2 separate regions of the Mus musculus genome follow, and region 1 is linked to region 2. A link is a contact called in public Micro-C data. All regions are on one chromosome and are shown on one strand. Each heading gives the region's core, a stretch centred on a gene start, on an enhancer-like site or on the middle of the called end of the contact. The rest is flanking DNA. Distances are from core to core; before and after follow the strand shown. Region 1 overlaps Inf2 (inverted formin, FH2 and WH2 domain containing). Region 2 overlaps Aspg (asparaginase).

Region 1 (3,656 bases), core at 1,034-3,533, 480 kb after region 2:
CAGGAAGTCTTTGCGTCCCTGTTCCACAAGGTGGGGCTTGGCTATCTAGGGCCAGGGCCTCTGCTTGGGTCAACCCAATGATGGCCGGGGCAGCGGCACAGAGCTGGTACCACAAGGCAGAGGCTGGGTTGTCCTGGGGAAGCGGTTCTGATGCAGGTCCCGGGACAAAGCTTCCAAAGATCAAAGCTATCCGAGTTGGCCATGCCTTCCTGCATCACAGCTAGGTGGTCATTATTGGGGACTTCAGAGAGCTCTGTGGCCTGGTAAGGAGGGTTCAGTAGACTGAATCTTCCTGGCCCCTCAGTCTCAGTTATTGAATGCAGCAGCTGTCATCTCAGGGTGACAGTAATAGGTAGAGACCAGGGGTGCCATTTAATGTCTCATAGCATGTCTCGGTGCCACCAGTAATCCTGCCACCGAGTCATTCATCACCAGGGCTTTAGTGAAGTGACAGGGCTGTAGGACAGGATGCCCCTGGCACATGAGAGGATAGCCATTTGTCCCTTTTGGTCAATTCAGGTGAGCTGTTCTCCAGCGTCGGCCCAGCTGCTGTCAGTATTGCAGGGTCTCATGCACCTGGAGCCTGCTGGCCGCTCAGGCCAACTGCTCTGGGAGGCCCTGGAAAACCTGGTGAACCGGGCTGTGCTCCTGGCCAGTGATGGTGAGAAGCTGGGAGGACTGAGGCGTGCCACAGGGCACAACCCGTCGTGAAGACCCCGAGGTCTTTGGCTATGTGGGGAGGCCATGTGGGAGGTGGCCACCCTTTGCCTTGTTTCCATCTCTGGCCCTCTCCCTTGACTCTGCACACTTCCTTCCTGCAGCCCAGGCTTGCACCCTGGAGGAGGTGGTTGAACGACTGCTGTCCATCAAAGGGCGGCCCCGACCAAGCCCCCTGGACAAGGCCCACAAGAGTGTCCAGACCAACTCAGTCCAGAATCAGGGCAGTTCCTCCCAAAACACTACTACTCCCACAACTAAAGTGGAAGGCCAGCAGCCAGTAGTGGCTTCTCCCTGCCAACACGTGGGCAGCATCCAGAGCTCCAGTGTTGACATAGCGCCACAGCCAGTAGCCCTTGAGCAGTGCATAACAGCCTTACCTCTACCTACCCCACCACTCTCCAGCTCCACCCCTGTGCTCCCTCCAACCCCACCCCCCCTGCCAGGCCCAGGGGCCACATCTCCCCTTCCCCCTCCCCCTCCCCCTTTGCCTCCCCCTTTGCCAGGCTCAGGGACCACATCTCCCCCTCCCCCTCCTCCTCCCCCTCCCCCCTTGCCACCCCCTCTGCCAGGCTCAGGGACCATATCTCCCCCTCCACCCCCACCCCCACCTCCCCTACCAGGTACAGGGGCTGTGTCTCCCCCACCCCCTCCGCCACTTCCATCTCTGCCTGATTCCCACAAGACCCAGCCCCCGCCCCCACCCCCACTCCCTGGCATGTGCCCAGTTCCTCCCCCTCCCCCACTACCCAGAGCAGGCCAGATACCTCCACCTCCTCCCCTGCCTGGTTTCTCTGTCCCCTCCATGATGGGTGGTGTGGAGGAGATCATTGTGGCCCAGGTCGACCACAGCCTGGGCTCAGCCTGGGTCCCCAGTCACCGCAGAGTGAATCCACCCACACTGAGAATGAAGAAGCTGAACTGGCAGAAGCTGCCATCCAATGTGGCACGAGGTGAGCCCCTCCCTGTTCCAGCCCAGCCTCTGAAGAGGGTAGGTACATACTGGTACATACTGGTCATTCTCCCTACGAGTGTCCACCGTTCCTGCGCCTACCTTTGCTTAGCCAAGGCAGCCAGGCCCTGTCAAGGCTTCGTTCCTACCTGTCTTACATGGGACTAAAGGCCACCTCAGAGGATATAGTCTCATCCAGTACACAGCCCTGTGGGTCATAGGTGTCTGCTGCTATAGGCCCTGCCCTGCCCTCTCTAAGGTTCTCTGCACAGTGGCCTAGGTGTTAGGTGCTGAAACCGACAGAAGGCAAGGCAGGGAGAGACCTGGTCACCTGCCAGCATGGACGTGTGTGCCCACACATGTGTACATAGCGTGGAGGGTGGATGATGCATTCAACCCCGGCTGGGCTCCATGCACGTCCTGTTCAGTCCTCAGAGGCCTCGCTTGGCCCAGCTGGAGCCCCAGGCCCGCAGTAAGCATGGGTTTCAGCAGAGCCTTGCCTGCCCCGCAGAGCGCAACTCCATGTGGGCCACACTGGGCAGCCCCTGCACAGCCGCAGTGGAGCCCGACTTCTCCAGCATTGAGCAGCTGTTCTCCTTCCCCACGGCTAAGCCCAAGGAGCCCTCTGCTGCCCCCGCCAGGAAGGAGCCCAAAGAAGTAAGACTAATGACAGGGCCTGACCTCTCTCTCCTCCCTGTGTGTGTGTGTGAGAGTATGTGTGTGTGTCTGTGTATGTCTCTGTGTGTGTGTATGTGTGTCTGTGTGTGTCTGTGTGTATATGTGTGTGTCTGTCTGTGTGTATGTATGTATGTGTGTGTCTGTGTGTGTGTGTCTCTGTGTGTGTCTGTGTGTATGTATGTGTGTGTCTGTGTGTGTGTGTGTGAGACATCCTCTGCCCACCCTCCAGATACCAGCTAAATGGGGGTTTCTAGGTCACTTTTCTGGACTCCAAGAAGAGCCTGAACCTCAACATCTTCCTGAAGCAATTTAAATGGTGAGTGAGGGAGTAGTGTTGCTGCCAAACTCAGCCCCAGCCGAGCAGCCAGCTCTGCCCGGCATCCCAGCCCTGCCCAGCAGTGCCCTCTGCAGGCCGGCCAGGTCCATGCATGCTCCATCCCCAGGGCAGGAGGCTGTGGGTAGCTACCATAGTCTTATCTAAGATTCCTACATGCCAGAGTACAAGCGATGCCCAGAAAATCACTGATAGACCATAGACAAGCTGTGGCCAAGTCAAGGGAAGACAGCCCTGCCTCCCAGTTTCCAAACCCTTACCTAAGAGTCCCTCCAGTAGCGCCTCGGGTGCCCACCAGCCACCCCCATCTCTAAGCATGGCAGGAGACAGGGAAATTTCCTGCTTCTTCACCCCTGCCCCCCCCCTCCAGTTCCAATGAAGAAGTCACCAGCATGATCCAGGCTGGAGACACCAGCAAGTTTGATGTGGAGGTCCTCAAACAGCTTCTAAAGCTTCTTCCAGAGAAGCATGAGGTGAGCCGGGGCCCTGATCAACCCCAGGAAGCAGGGATAGCAAAGGCCTGACCCACCTCACCCCAGGGGAGGCCCAAGGCTGGAGCCCCAGACCTGACCCACCTCACCCCGGGGGAGGCCCAAGGCTGGAGCCCCAGACCTGACCCACCTCACCCCGGGGGAGGCCCAAGGCTGGAGCCCCAGACCTGACCCACCTCACCCCAGGGGAGGCCCAAGGCTGGAGCCCCAGACCTGACCCACCTCACCCCGGGGAGACCCAAGGCTGGAGCCCCAGACCTGACCCACCTCACCCCAGGGGAAACCCAAGGCTGGAGCCCCAGACCTGACCCACCTCACCCCAGGGGAGGCCCAAGGCTGGAGCCCCAGACCTGACCCACCTCACCCCGGGGGAGACCCAAGGCTGGAGCCCCAGACCTGACCCACCTCACCCCAGGGGAAACCCAAGGCTGGAGCCCCAGACCTGACCCACCTCACCCTGGTGGAGACCCAAGGCTGGAGCCCC
Region 2 (4,056 bases), core at 461-2,960:
CTAGATCGCCTCAGGAAATAGCTCCCGCCTTGCTGGACCCCCACTGTTCACGTTTCCCCACCTATATCCAAGGGTGGAGTTGGGGCACAACTGACTTGGTTTCCCCAGGGCCTATCCTGGGTCTGAGCAGAGAGAGGTCACTTCGGTGGTGTGACACAGTGGGACTGACTGGCTGAATGTGTCTGGGATGCTGCTCCCAGCTGAGGAGGGAGGCCTCCTGGGGTGTGCAGTTTGCACAAAGAGCTTTTCCACCTGTGGGCTGAATGGAGGCCATAAAGGATGAGGTGTCACCCTGGTCTGGGCAACAGGGGACAGTCCTTGTCTGGGACTAGGCTGTGGGTGTCTGAGTCGCCCCAGTTCTCACCCCACCCCCCCACCCTCTGAGAACTGAGTGAGGCTGGCAGGGTCCAGGCCACACTGACAATCAGCACTCTTCCATGACAGGCATCAGAGTGTCATTGGGCTGCTGAGAGCTGCTGGGGCCCGCCTGTCTCCCCAGGAGCTGGAGGACGTTGGGACAGAGCTGTGCAGGTGATGGTCTGAGCGGCTGTGTGTAAGGGAGGTGCCGGGAGGGGTCAGGGCCACTGGGTGGGGCTGAGGAGGGGGAGCCAGCCCACACCCAGGTGGCATACAGTGGCCTGGCTGACCGACGCATCTCCCTCACACCTGTTATAGGGGTGCCCAACAGAACAATCAGCAGGGGTGGGTGGGCATGTGCTGTGGGCTTGGTAGGCATGGGGGGTAGGGGGAGTAAAAACAGGGAGAGAGAAAAGCAGATCTGGGCTGCGACAGCTGGAGTTGGGTGCTGTCATAAGGTGTTCATCCTGGGTCCTGGAGACTTATGAGACTTCAGACTGACCTGTTGGGACGTCCTTAGTCTATAGGCCTCAACCTCAGCCCCCACACTGGTCTGCAGTCTCCCAGGGGAAAAGTGCTGTTTGCTGACTTCCTCCCAAGATGGAGGGATAAGGGTGGCTTGCAGAGGCGATGGGGGGAGGGTGGGAGGGAACAAGAGAATGGAGGCTGGCTTTGAAGGGCCTCCTGGGGTAGCTTGGTTCAGGACTGCCACCCTCTCCGGGGGCAGACCTATTGGCTCTGATGAAAGTGAGGCAGCACGCAGGTCCCAGGAAGCTGAGCCTAGCGTCAGCCATCCCCAGGGACTCTGCTTTACAGAGGCTGGGCTAACGTGAGCTGCTAGCTGGACTGAGGTATAGGGAACCAGTGTCGGTGAACTGGCTGCAGGTGCTTCCAGCATGATCCACCCCAGAAATTATACAGCGCCACACCAGGGACTATGTCTTCCTGAGCAGGAAGGAGTCTCAGGCCACTTGGGGCTCTTCTAGCCTCAGTTTACCCAGGGTGGGGCCTGGCTCTTAAGAGTAGAAATACAGACTTTAGCAGAATGAAGACATTGTTTGAGGTTGTCCGCTCCAAACTTCCTCTACAGGGAAAGTGACCCCCATACTTCTTCCCCAGCCAGAATGCGCCTGTAGCCTGCCAGGGTCCAGGGTTGACTCGGACCCTTCAGCTACCCAGTTCCCTTCGGTAGCCACTGGCTGTCGTTACTTCCTTCTGCCTTCTGACAGGCCAGACACGTCACAGAGTCTGTGTTGTGAAATATGAAACTGGCAGGGGGTGGGTATGTGCATACTCACAGGTGCACGTGTGTGTATGTGTGTGTGTGTGTGTGCGCGCGTGCGCGCTCATGAGCACTCGTGCCCTTGACCTGAGTCATAGTCACACCCCATAGGTGAAACCAGACTCCAGGCCGCCCGCCCGCAGCTTAGCCTCCTGCCCCAGGGCTGGGTGCTGCTGGATCAGCTGTTTAGGGCTGTCTTTGTAAGAGTACCTAGGGCACAGGGAGAGGCACATTCATAAGGTAGGCAGGTGAGGGACCCAGCAGGTTCTGACAGCTTCTCTCCATCGCCCCCTCCCCCAACTCCCAGGCTGGCATCAAGGGGAGACAGCGAAGGCCTGCGGGCATGGTGGCAGGCTGGGGCTGACCTGGGACAGCCAGACTATGATGGACACTGTGCCCTGCAAGTAGTGAGTGCCTACCTCCTGTGTGCCTTCTTCTCCGGGTCTCCTGGAGGTCTTCCACTGCCCTCCCAAATCCTGGACCAGGAGCTGCCCACTCCTCCTAGGGAAATAACTTTCCTTAGGATTATCCCACTCCACGAGGCTGTATCCAACCAGTCCCCAGGGTGAGGGCGGGGTGTCCATAGGGGTCAGTAGGGCTTTGGGGTTTCTGGGTGCTGTAGCCCAGGCAGTCCCCACAGATCTCTCTTTCCTGCAGGCTGAAGCAGCTGGAAATGCAGATGTGGTGGCCCTGCTACAGAGCTTTAAGGACAGTGTCTGTGCCCAGCCCCAGCCCCACTAGGTCCTGGGATGGGCTGCTAGCTCCTCAGTGAACTCTCACTGGTTTGCAACTGGATCCTGGCACCTGATATCCCAGAGCCAATTTTAGAGGCAGCTGGAGGAAGAGGATATGGGAGACGTGTCATCCGGAGCCTTTCTTGGGGACCCCTAGAGAAAACAGTGTTCTGGAGGAGACAGAGGCTGCTGAGGCTTCACGTGGCAGAAGCCCATCTCAGATCTTCACCCTATCCAGTCTTGAGCTGAGTAACTGGAAAGGTCTAGGCCTGCTCCCAGCTGACCTCCATCCCCACTGCTCTGGGGTTTTGAGACAGGGTGGGCAAGCCCCAATCTCCAGAGACTGCCTGGACTCCATACACAGCGCCCCCTGAAGGGGGAGCCCCACCTCTGCAAGTCCTCAGCAAGCCTTGTTTCTAGGAAGTGCTCCTTGGCCCCAAACCTGCCATCCTGCTGCAGCAGAAACGGTTCCTTACTGCTAAGGGACCTCAGGCACGTGCCAGCCGATTGACCGGCTACTATGTTAGGACCTCAGGCAGGCACTTCCAGCCGATTGGCTACTATGTTAGCAATTGGCTACTATGTTAGCGATTGGCTACTATGTTAGCGTCATTGTATTTGGTGAGACCTTGAAGAGTTTCAGAAACCAGCTCTGTCCTGGCCTTGCTATCTCCTCCAGCCACGTGTTCCAGGAGCTGACTCAGAGCGGACTTATCCTCCCTAAGTTGAGCTGTCTTCTGCTCAGCTGCTTCCCAGCCTTTCCGCACGACAATCTGAAGGTCTTTGTTGAGAAGAATGTCAATAAAGTTGTCGGGACAGCTGCTCTTTGGCCTGGATGGGTCTGTGGGCTGTGACTGTGTCAGTATGTGGGGAGTAGGCCTCAGGCTGTGGGACAGAGAGCCATCTCCACAGCAGACAGCAGTCCACTTAAGCAATCATCCTGAGGCCGGCCTGGCATGGCAGGATAGGGTGACATGGGGAGGGCCTGAGCGAGCTGCCCTGCCCCACCCCCATCCCCTGGCCGCTTGGGGGGGGGGTCTACAATCCTAATTCTTCTCTTCTGGGCCTCAGTCTCCTTTTTGAGGCAGCCACAGGCTAGAGAGGAGTGTCCGGAAACCCTGGAGTTCTGGCAGATAGTCCCCAGGCATGGCGGCGGGAGTGCATCTTCCAGCTCTCAGCCTGCTACCCTCTGTGGCCTGGGCTGCTTGTGGGGAAGGGAAGGATCCTGCCAGGGTGAGCCAGTGAGCATCCAGACGCAGGCATAATGGGACTTTAGGAAGCAGGTACCTGCTCAGTCCTCAGTTCAAACATCTAACAAGAACATGACCCTCTCCAGGTTTCAGGTCCTCAGGTGTGAGACGCTGCCATCTATTCTGCCACATACAGCTTCTGCCCTTTCTTGCTAGGAGCAAGGAACTGCCCTCTCCCTTGTACCTACATGAAGGTGCTCATCTGTCCTTTGAGCCCCTAGACAGGGCTTGAAAGCACCCAGGCCCCATGAGAATTTACACCCTAAAGATGGTGGGCAAATGTGACCCCAAGAGCTAGGCCTTGCCGTTTGGGTGAGCCAGGCTGAGGCTCCCCTACCCACACCTTAGGCTCCTCAGCCTGGTTCCCAGGACCCAGCAGACGCTGCCCTGGCAGCCACCCAGCTCCTCACCCAGACAGGTGTGCTTACACCTT

What was found. A called contact is a pair of places that touch in the nucleus more often than the background predicts.
Region 1: a contact with region 2 is called in a Micro-C map of palatal mesenchyme, with 2.2 times the contacts expected there. The contact joins two enhancer-like sites. A contact is called at or near these places in 7 of 39 promoter capture datasets (the C10 cell line, cranial neural crest, embryonic stem cells and 3 more), 20 of 484 Hi-C or Micro-C datasets (B cells, the G1E-ER4 cell line, the HL-1 cell line and 14 more), 15 of 115 datasets of contacts at active chromatin or transcription factors (the NIH/3T3 cell line, SST interneurons, cardiomyocytes and 11 more) and 1 of 9 other capture datasets (liver).

Annotation. Positions count from the first base shown.
Region 1 is chr12:112,603,193-112,606,848 of GRCm38.p6, forward strand. It overlaps Inf2 (inverted formin, FH2 and WH2 domain containing), which reads left to right. Exons shown (of 23, transcript NM_198411.2): 6 at 1-30; 7 at 520-661; 8 at 822-1,670; 9 at 2,181-2,326; 10 at 2,602-2,663; 11 at 3,052-3,154. Among named protein-coding and RNA genes, the nearest start is that of Gm30048, 8.0 kb to the left of the region's middle. Within about 2 kb of position 2,284, at least 63 of the 459 cell types and tissues checked have an H3K27ac peak or open chromatin away from gene starts, as enhancers often do. A contact at or near this core is called in palatal mesenchyme, where this site is marked.
Region 2 is chr12:112,124,366-112,128,421 of GRCm38.p6, forward strand. It overlaps Aspg (asparaginase), which reads left to right. Exons shown (of 15, transcript NM_001081169.1): 13 at 445-531; 14 at 1,947-2,046; 15 at 2,297-3,208. The coding sequence ends at 2,380. Among named protein-coding and RNA genes, the nearest start is that of Mir203, 4.5 kb to the right of the region's middle. Within about 2 kb of position 1,711, at least 58 of the 459 cell types and tissues checked have an H3K27ac peak or open chromatin away from gene starts, as enhancers often do. A contact at or near this core is called in palatal mesenchyme, where this site is marked.